2 separate regions of the Zea mays genome follow, and region 2 is linked to region 1. A link is a contact called in public Hi-C data. All regions are on one chromosome and are shown on one strand. Each heading gives the region's core, a stretch centred on a gene start, on an enhancer-like site or on the middle of the called end of the contact. The rest is flanking DNA. Distances are from core to core; before and after follow the strand shown.

Region 1 (5,373 bases), core at 729-3,228:
TACTTTGTGACGTAGCATCTCTAATAAAAAACTTCAGCGTATTCCTGCTAACAGGTGCCCTCCGGTAAAACAGATCTGCAGCTTTGATTACTGATGTGTTGGTTATAGCCTTACCCTTCCGAATCCAACCAACTTCACACATCTTTGTGCCACCAGAATCTAAAATCTTCAAAATCTTGCAAGGTGCCACATTACCATCCTTATTAGCATGTAATTCTATTCCCTCAAATACTTCTTCCAGCAGACTAGCATATATCTTATCAACAAGTTCATATAAACCAAGAGGGCCTGAAATAAAAGTAAACATGAATACAATAGAATTCAGATTGCTGTCATAACATAGATGTTTTGTAATTGGCAAGCAGTGCATTGTGCTTCGGAATAACAGTGTAGCTCCAGTACAGTTTACTATTGCATGACACTAACTGAATCTTAGATCTACTTGCAATACTTCACATGTAATTTCCAGCTTCCAAACATGTAATTTGAAGTTACATATGATAATTAAATGAAATTAATGATTTTTGACAAATGTTACTGCTGAAACAAGAACATGTGAAATGTAAGTGTACCATCCAGAACCACAACATATGAGGTACCGGATTTTTTTAAAAAAAAAACACTTACTGTATTGAGTCATCCGAAGAACTTGAGCCATTAGCTCAGTTGGCAAATTTTGAGCCTTCTCCATCGCTTTGTGCTCAGATACCAAAGCTTCTTCAAAAGTTAAATTAGATTTTCCAGATATATTACATGTCCAAACTCTTTGACGATAAAGGTTTAGCCTCTTCAGGTATTCTCTGATTTGTTGTTAAGGATACAAGCTTCAAAACATGCATTGCTAAACTACTTCCCTGCAAATGCAAAAGGCACAAAAAACTTGCACAACCATTGGCCAAAAATGTTCCAGCACAGATAACAGCAAATTTGACTGCAACAGCAGCATACAGAAAGGATACTCATAATCTCGGAATATCTCCTTCGTGAATCGAATTTGGAACACCTTCTCCTTTGAATCCAAGTCCTTAGGGGGCTCCAGCAAGGAGAAAGGTTTCTTATCAAAGAGAGGCATTTGGCGTAGGATCCTGCCTGCACTTGAAAATAAAGCACAACTTTCATTTCTCCCGTAAAGCTCTTGCATGGAATAATCTACAACAGTGCAAATAAGTTGATTTGTAATGCAATCTGCCAACAGCTCCAGGCACAAATGAGTAATAAGGAACAATTACAAGAGTGTACATAGTGATAGTACGAGCACCTTGTTCTTGGACCAATGAGAAAGGCAATCTAATGTAAAATCTGGCTAGAAATGATTCCATCAGAAAATGGAAAACACACCACATCAGAGCAGCATCTTGAAACTTGCTCTTTTGTTACCCACATCAAGCGCAGTGCATCAATGCAACACTATCACGAGTCACACTAAGCCGCCCAGCACTTGTGCAAAATGAACAAGCGCAAGGTGAACGAGTCCAAAAGCAACCCTGGACCCTAACCTCACAAAATGGGCAAAGCAGCTCGAAATCTAACAACCCAGAAACCCCAACAATCCCGAACTCTCTCATTTCCCACACCACTGGATCCCAGCAGCGGCGTATTACGCCGCAGCATCCGTGCCACCCATAATCCAATGCCCGGTTCCTATCTGGGCCAGGTAGCCCACGCCACATCCGCGGAGGCACCGACCGCGCCATCCCCCACGTGCAGCGATGCCCCTTGCCGCAGTACGACCCACCCGCAACAAACAGAACGAAGAAATAAGAAACGCGCTAGGGTTCGCGGATCTCACCGACAAATACCTCGATTCGACACGGGATGCAACCTCCGCGAGGCCGCCGGGAACCGACCGTCGACGCCGCCCGCGGGGCGGTTGAGCGTCCCCGCCGAAGTGCCTTCGCCACCGCCTGGTAGAGCCGGCGAGGGACTCGGCGACGACGGAGAGGCAGGCAGGCGAGCTGTCGGGCGGACGCGAGAGCGTTTGGGGAATGGTTTGGCGCCTTCGTTTTCGAGGTTGGGGTTGTGAAGGGAGAAGTGGTGGCGGACACTGAAAAGGTGCGGTCTGAAAAGAAATAGAGACAACGAGGCGAAAATTTTCAGGCGGCGGGCGAGGAGAGAGGGAGAGTGAAATTTCACTCCAACATGTGTTAGATTGGGGTTGCGTTCATTATTTTATAAAAAAGAAAGAAAAGTAAAGGGGTGCACTAAAAATAATAGGTAGTGGTAAAAAATGGCTAAAGACATTTAATTTTTAAACATCCTAGCTAATAGTTCAGTTATTAGCTATTTTTAGTAAATTAGCTACTAGTTAGCTAACTATTTGTTAGCTAGCTAATTCTACTAGTATATTTTTAGTTAACTAACTCTTAGTTCTATTGCATTCAAACACTCACTAAGTATAAGTGTATATATACTTTAAAAGTAGTAAAATGTATTATAGTTAGCGCAAAACAGACGTGTGGTCATCCGGACGGCCGAAACAAGTAGAGCTGAGATGTGGCTGCTATGATCGTCTATCTTGAACGCGGCTCTAAGTGTTAGCGGTGGTCAGGTTCTAAACATACCACATATATTGACCTATCAATCAGGGAGAGTGTACAATGATCGATGAATCGTTCTATAGATACACAACAATAAATAAAACATCAAATTATGATCTGATCATATGTATTGACGCATGTTGTTCGCAATGATCGACTTCCTCGAGCCGATTATTCTCTTTTTGAGTCGGGTAAAATAGGTGAATAAATGTGCATTGAAAACGACCAAAAAGTAAATAACCATGCCTAAAATGTGATTTAGACAATGATTGGTCCTAGATCGATGCATGTCATGCACACAACCAAAGGCAAAGAAGCAGGGCAGAGAGACATCAGAATTACCCACACCATATGCTGAAATCAGGGCTAGATAAACGGTGAACCGTTCATAGGGATATCCTAGATCTATAACATGTATCATACCAACAACCTAGGAACATTTATAACCACAAGTTGATGCCCATACACGCAAACACAAATCAGGTTCTCCAAGGAAGTCCATCTAGCACATGTTGCAGTCGTATGTCGTGGAATGCAACAACCAATCTAACGATACATGTATGTAGATGAAGCCTAAGTGAAATAGTAGATTGATTCTACACATGATCACTGCAGATCTTGTGAACAACAATGCTTAGTATAAGATCTACCAAAATAAGGTGGAGCACCACATGACCCTGATGCGATCTACTAGAGATCACATCATGACGACATGACCCTTAACTTGACAAACCATTTGAGAGGAGTGACGATGTGCCAAAGGTGATGAGGTCACTTCTATACATACAATGTATGGACCGATAACACGATCGCGTGCATGACAGCTAAATATCCAGGTACATTCTACCCTAGCCAATTGTGTTTTAGAGCTTACGCTTGGGGTCATTGATGTTTTGATGATTAGGAACCTTGGAGAGGACCAACAAGGACTTGGAAAATGCCAAGGGGTTGAGAAGGAGCAGCAAGGGCGTCCACAACAGGAAGGACATCAAGTCCGACTCGACTGCGAGTCCATCTCAAGTCCATGACCAACCTGTACTAAAATGGACGCCCAGGACGCATCCAGACTCGATTGTGGCAGAAAAGATATCGATGGAAATATAACAAGATTATCTAACCACCCCAAGTGGTCCCACCTTAAAATTCATCCGGAGTCAACGGGATTCGTCGAAACAATTCTGTTTTGGTACTGCGACATCGTCTGTTGGGTCGTTGGTCCGTGTATTGCGTCGAAGCCCATTAGGGGCGAGACCAGGGTCACACACGCCATAATACTCTATATATTCCGCAGTCGTCATCACATTAGGGTGGGTTTTGCTTAGATTATTTTGTCATCAAACAGTTTTGTCGTCATCGGCTTGTCAGACCCCATCTCGTAATCAACATGGTTTGGTTGTGTTCTTCCTGTTCTTGCTGGTGTTCTTGATTGCGCTTACAGGGATAAGCCTTCGTCGCGAGGTCACTCGTGTGTCACGGGTGATAACCAACGGAGTTGTGGTGTAGTGATTGTGAGGAGTCATTCGTTCGGAGCTTTGGATCATCAATGTTGAGATCTCCACCCAATCAAGTTATTGTATCTCACGGAAGATCGGGCCTCATCCTTTATCAAGTGGTATCAAAGATTCAAGTTTCCCGTGAGGTATAATCTTACCTTTAGATTCGTTTTTCGTCCTATAACCTACAAAAACGCCAAAAATACGATATGTTTATCCCGACCTAAAACCATTGCCTTAGCCTTTGCACAATTCAGTTTGGAGTCCACTGTTCTGAGTTCATGTCCTAGGTCAAGGTCTTGTTGCTGATTTAGATTTGTTTTAGGTCAGTTTGATCATTATCATCCGTTGTCACCCAACAAACTCAATCTCGACAAATCAATTCATCCACAAAACCGACCTATCCACAAAACAGACCCTATTCACCCTTCATTTGCCTCACCAACAACCCTAATTAGGTTGTTGTCACACCCGGATTTAAGGGACAAAGTCGGGTGCATCTCATACATGCGCCAAAGAAGACAACATATATAATAACATAGTGTATAGAGATAAATGTCACAATAATCAGAGTATTTATTACATAGCGGAAGTCTTACAAAAATAAAAGATAAATACAACACGAACTAAGGATCGTCCTTGGCGCCATAAAGTCAACTAGGAGACGCCACCTAGATCGAATCGAACTCCTCGTTGTGTTGCTCCTCTTGAACCACCTGTTCTTCTCCTGTGGGGGGGGTGTGAGACAGCAAGGATAAGCTCACACATGTTCATCAATCAACAAGTTGTGGGGAATAATGTGGCATGAACTCACCAAAGGTGGGAGTTCATGTGAAGTGTAAGGCTGATAAACAAAATAAAGGTTGAAGCTGAGCATTGCTTTTATAAGTTGGTCAAATTTTATTAGCAATTACTAAATGTAAGTGAATACTAAACCATAATAAAAGTAATAGAAGAAAATTAATAAATAATCCCATACAAATGCGAATGACAAAATTGAATTTAAGTTACATAAATTAATCATGCGAGAGTCCTGAGCTGCTCATGATCGTGAGCTCGGCTAGTATACCAGTTTTACACTCTGCAGATGTTGTACCATGTACCCACAAGTCGTGTATCCCATGTCGCCAGGGTTTGCAAGGCCCTTAGACACTACCGAGGTGAATGACTAGAGATCCACTACGGGGCATTTACAAAGTTCCACTAGCTTCCAAAAACCTGCTATAGTTTATGGGAAGAGCACTTGCAAGAATCCCTCGTATGACCGCCATCGCAGCAAAATCAACCCGAGAACCTCCTTGCATGCAACTCCCCTACTGCCCTTGCCCCTTTCGAGTAAGGTA
Region 2 (5,469 bases), core at 2,191-4,690, 130 kb after region 1:
GGCAACTGGATTTCTGATGTTGATGAACTTTATGCCACAAGCGGATATGTGTTCTTGTTTGGAGGTGGCGCTGTTTCTTGGAAGTCTTGCAAGCAGACTATCTTAACAAAGTCTACAATGGAAGCAGAACTCGCAGCATTAGACACTGCTGGGGCTGAGGCCGAGTGGCTTCGTGATTTCCTATTGGATTTACCGGTAGTTGAAAAACTGATACCGACTATTTTCATGAACTGTGACAACCAAATGGTGATTACAAAGGTTAACAGTTCTAGGAATAACATGAAGTCTACAAGTCATGTTAAGAGAAGATTGAAATCTGTCAGAAAGCTGAAAAACTCCGGAGTTATAACGGTGGATTATGTCCACACATCGAATAATCTGGCAGATCAATTCACTAAGGGTCTGCCACGCAATGTGATAGAAAGTGCATCGAGAGAAATGGGTATGAGACCCATGTGAAATCTACTCTAGTGGTAACCTGCTCTATGTGATCGGAGATCCCGTGAAGTAGAGTGGAGAAACAAGCTAGGAGTAGGTTGTGAGGAAAGATCCCTTCCTTAACTCATTTATGATGCACATCTTTCCTAACTGTAAGGCAGGATGATATTTACCTTAATGTATTCCAAGAGTCTTATAAAGGTGAGATGTTGTCCTACAGAACATCTTCTGAGGAATACACCTATATGAGTCAGACTGCTGGTCACGGTCTATGAGACTTGGGTAATCCCTAAATACTCATGAAAGGCACTGAAGTGTGACTTATATGCTTCTAAACAGCGGGAATGCCCTTTTGCAGCCTAGTATCAGCAAAGGATTTGAGCGAATCTCATTTCGCACAAAAACTGTCAATTCAAGACTTAGTCCATTGTTCAGTTGTGAATGAGTGAAACTCTTATTCTAGATGGATGTTCAACTTAACAGTCTCCATCAAAACACTGGTATATCAGAGGATTGTGATTCTGATACTTCATCATTACAAACCCTAGAGTTTGGTGGGGATTGTTGGATCTTTTATGGGTTTGACCTATTTATTCAATAAACTTTATGGTGTGTAATGGTGGAGAATACCAAAAGTACCATATTGGAATTCCAAGGGTCGTTGGCTTGGCTTATATGGTGGGAATTATTCCACTTAATTTGAGAAGTCAATAAACGAACCAGGCCTGCCACACGCGCACGCACCGTTGCTGGCCGGCCGGGCCGGGCATGGCGAGGCAGGCAGGCTGGCGGCGAGCGGGCGTGGCGTGGTTGTGTTAATTTTTAGCACTCATTAACCGGGGGAGTTTCAACTCCGGGTTAAACCTTCAGATGCCCGTCTCTTGATCTGCCGCTTGCGAGACCCTTCTCCTTCAGCTTCCCTTCCACGATAAGGATAAAAGGGGGAGAACTCCTGTCGCTTGGCACAAGAATAGAACTCTTTGAAAATCATAGTCCAGCAGCAAGTGTGGGTATTTCCATCTCGTAACTCTGCGCGCACAGAGGAGCGAGAGGGCAGGTGCCTCCGAAGCCCTTGCCGATCGAGACCTTGCACAGGGAATCGACAATTAGGTTTTTGGGGAGCGTCTATGCGACTGCCCGAACATTCTTCCTGGTGTCTCCATCTCGTACGGATGACAAGAGAAATTAGACAAGGATTAGGATACTCGGAGCGCATGAGAGGGGATGATCAATTTAGATCCTTACTGTTTTACGTTCTGCAAATTATATATGTTTCATATGTTTATCTCTGTTGTTTCGTATGTAGCCATGAATTTATCCAAACTGTTTTGCCATATCATATCATGACTGTTCTGATGCCTGTTCATGCTATTAATATACCATACCTGTTTGTAGTAATTTTACGGTCACACTATTTATATTGCTATCTATTTATTTTCAGTTGTTCCATCATGCTGCATGTACCATATTTGTATGTTTATTATATTTATATGATTCATACGTTTTATATTCTCATGTTCTATATTGTTATGGATATATTTGACATCATGATGTCTATGATTAATCATATTTTATATGTTATCACCATAATGTTAATTTATGGAATTAAAATAATATAAAAAATGCCTATATTTCTAACACCACCTTCTCTCATCATTTTGCACATGGCATCCGTCACTCCATCCTCTCGATTGTTACCGTGCTCCATCTGCCACCACCGTCTCAACCGCCACCTTCAATCTCTTAGCCAATCTCCACCACATCTTTTATCACATCCATATTTCAAACTCCTCTTTGCAAATAGTTCTATCTATAGTGTATTTTTCACGATCATATACATGGAGACAATGTTATAGAGATGGCAATAGGAAATTTACTGTCGGGGAATAGCTCCACATCCCTGTCTCCGTGACAAAAAATTTCTCCATAGAGATCTCCACGAACGTTTGAAGAGGACATTTCCTCCACATCCCCGTTCCAGTGGGATAAGTCCACGATGGGGATTCTCGTCTCCACTTAAATTATAGTTCGTACATATATATTTTTGTTATTAATACAGAACATTATCACTTATATACATTGTCAGATGTTAAAACAAACATATTTGTATAATGAGTGATCTCTTAAAAAAATAATTATTTTATTTTTAACTATTATATAAAACTATCGATACATACAAGTTTAACTGATCCTACAGAAAATATGGATATGAAATGCTTCTGTCTCTGTCCTTACTTAACAATCGGTGATGAAATTTTCTTCATTTACATCTAAATGGGAATCCATATCACAGCCTAGGATAGAAGAATTTCCTACAGCAAATCTCTAAGACTGTCTCCAACAACGTCCTCTATATCCGTCCTTTACAGTTTTCTCTAAAAGATTCCATCTCCTATATCTACTTTCTCTCCAACAACGTCCTCTAAATCACGTCCTCTATATATAAATACATATATTAAAGACATTTTTAATTTTTAAATTTTTGTACATACGTATTTGTCATACTCTCAAATGTATTGTACATATTTTAGTTTTATTAAACCGATTGTTTAAAGTATTCAAATAGATAGAGAACCGTTTAGAGAAACTCTACATATAGAGTATCCAGCAGCGTTCTCTAAATTTAGAGAACCGTTTAGAGTATGTTGCTGGAGCGAATAGAGGACGTCCTCGTCCTCGAACACCACTACACCAGGAAAACATCCGTGAGCCAATCTGCTAGTCCCCGAAAAACAAGAACCATCGTACGGGTGACGTGGCCAACACTTCCGTTTTTGTTCCGGCCAGGCGGCTCGTGTCCCCGCAGTCGGCAGGAGCGCGGACGCAGATCCGACGGCCTAGGGGCACTCCGGGGAGGCCACGCAACGCGCGCGGCGGCAGGCAAGAACTCCGAAGTCGGCACGGCCGCACGGCCGCTACGATACGGCGCCCTCACAATTGGGCCGTTATAAAACGTCACAGGAGGAGGAGATAGGCACACGGCGTGCCGCGGTGGGCGACCTTTTTTGCACCGGGAGATAAATCGACAGCACCCTGACCTCAAGTCCTCAACCCGCAGGCCGCAGCTGCTCCCGCCCGCCGCGCAAGCGGCCAAGCGCCGCCGGTTCTTCTCGAGCAAGTAATTAATCCTCTATCCTTTTCTTCCTCCTCTGTCTAATCTGCGTAGCCCATCATGAATTTTTGGAGCTTTCGATAGAAATTCCGCCGGTGCGTATGGTGGATTCTATTGTTATTGATCTAATGACGAGTAGTGCGCCAATTTTGGGGTTTTTTTTGTTCGGGCTACTGTGGATTTATTCTCCAGTCACTTATTTGATGGCGAGATGTTAGATCAAGTTCGGATGTGTATCGGGTGTTCTTTTCTTTGTTGTGAAGTATGCCCCTCCTCGTTATTTCCACCAGCAATCGAGGTCAGCTCTGGTGTTGTGGCGATGTTGTTGATCGAGTTTTGGGGCAATATATCGGCTGTCGATTGAGTTTTTGGGCAATATATCAGCATGTTGATTGTTGAATATAACTCGTTTATATGCGCTCTACTCTGGTCGATGCTTTTGTCGTCTGTGGGACATACATGCCATTTTTTTTGTTTAACCTTTTCTAGCTGATTAGCAGCCATCTGAGAACGTGAGAAGATAGGTGAAATTAATCTTGGAGTTCTGAATCCATCCTATCTTGTAGCTTCACATTTGCACATTGACTCCTGGTACCATCCTATTGGTAACAACGTCCTTTATATTCATCTTTTATATCCATGTAGGTTCTCTATAAAAGATTCTTTTCTTATATCTCGTTCCTTTTCAACACCGTTATCAATTTTATATATAAATACCCATATTAAAGACATATTTTATTTTAAATTTTTATGCGTACATATTTGTTATTATTCTCAAATGTTTTATACATATCTTAGTTTTGTTTAATATGATAGAGGAGAGTAGAAAGAATCCATATATGCAGAGGAAAGAGGAACATCCTCTATATTTAGGGAACCCTGCTGGAGGGGATAGAGGAGAGAATTACCTAAATTTGGAGGAGAGGAGCCTTCATAGGCTCTTATTGGAGGCAGCCTAAAGGGTCATCTACCCCTCTATATTTAGAGAAGATTTCGTCCTCTATATGCTCTAACGGTATTCTTTGCAACGTTTTCTAAATATAGAGGACGCTTCTCCATCCTCTCTATATAAGGTCTCACCTTTCCTCTATCTATTTTTATATTTTAGAAAACGGATTAAGCAAAACTAAAATATGTATAAGATATTTAAAGATATGATAAATACGTATGGTATGATCTCTACTCCTTAGGTTGCATGAGTGGTGGGGGTAGAGCGCAGGCTGGAAGAACGGGGGCGAGAGGACGCCGTGCTGTCGCACGGCTGGGCACAATGAGAGGCAAGTAAATAATCTCTTCTTTAGATTAATTTCTCGCTGACCATCCTGGTTACAGAGATAGGACTTATATAGTCCTTGATTGAAACAAACTCCCCCTAACAACTCCTTATTTCTAGGACTTATCTAATCTGTAACAAACTCCATATCCTAACAAACTCCCTCTAACAACTCCTTACTTCTAGGACATACCTAATCTGTTTGCAACAGAAATTGCTAATAACTCTCTATGTTTTATCTGCGCCGTCCCTTACAATGGGCTGGCCAGTCGGCCTTTTAGACCTCCGGCTGTACACATTGCCGGTCATAACATCTCTCCCTCCCTCGACGAACAGCTTGTCCTCGAGCTGAAATTGAGGGTATGAAGCTGTGAACTGCTGCAGGGGCTCCCATGTTGCATCTTCTGGCTTTGCTTCACTCCACTGCATTAGCACGTGCCATTGTCCTCTCTTCAATCGGGCTCTGATAATCTTCTCTGGAGATGGCAGCAGTCGACCGTTTTCCATCGGTGGCATGGCTGGTGGCAGTAAGGGGGGACTGCCCCGAAATGGCTTGAGTCCCACATGGAAGACGACGTGAATGCGTGTCCCTTTTGGCAGCTCCAATCTGTACGCCACAGTGGCCACCCTTTCAATCACACGGAAT

Evidence for each region. A called contact is a pair of places that touch in the nucleus more often than the background predicts.
Region 2: a Hi-C map of leaf shows a contact between it and region 1, with 2.4 times the contacts expected there. The contact joins the promoter of LOC100193122 here to the promoter of LOC100191667 in region 1. A contact is called at or near these places in 8 of 25 Hi-C or Micro-C datasets (ear, endosperm, leaf and 2 more).

The regions. Positions count from the first base shown.
Region 1 is chr4:122,026,501-122,031,873 of Zm-B73-REFERENCE-NAM-5.0, forward strand. It overlaps LOC100191667, which reads right to left and starts at 1,979. Exons shown (of 10, transcript NM_001137096.1): 1 at 1,790-1,979; 2 at 960-1,089; 3 at 628-800; 4 at 1-288. The coding sequence starts at 1,072.
Region 2 is chr4:122,155,963-122,161,431 of Zm-B73-REFERENCE-NAM-5.0, forward strand. It overlaps LOC100193122, which reads left to right and starts at 3,441. Exons shown (of 6, transcript NM_001138283.1): 1 at 3,441-3,556. LOC109946035 (a long non-coding RNA gene) reads right to left here. Exons shown (of 2, transcript XR_002269143.2): 2 at 5,062-5,106.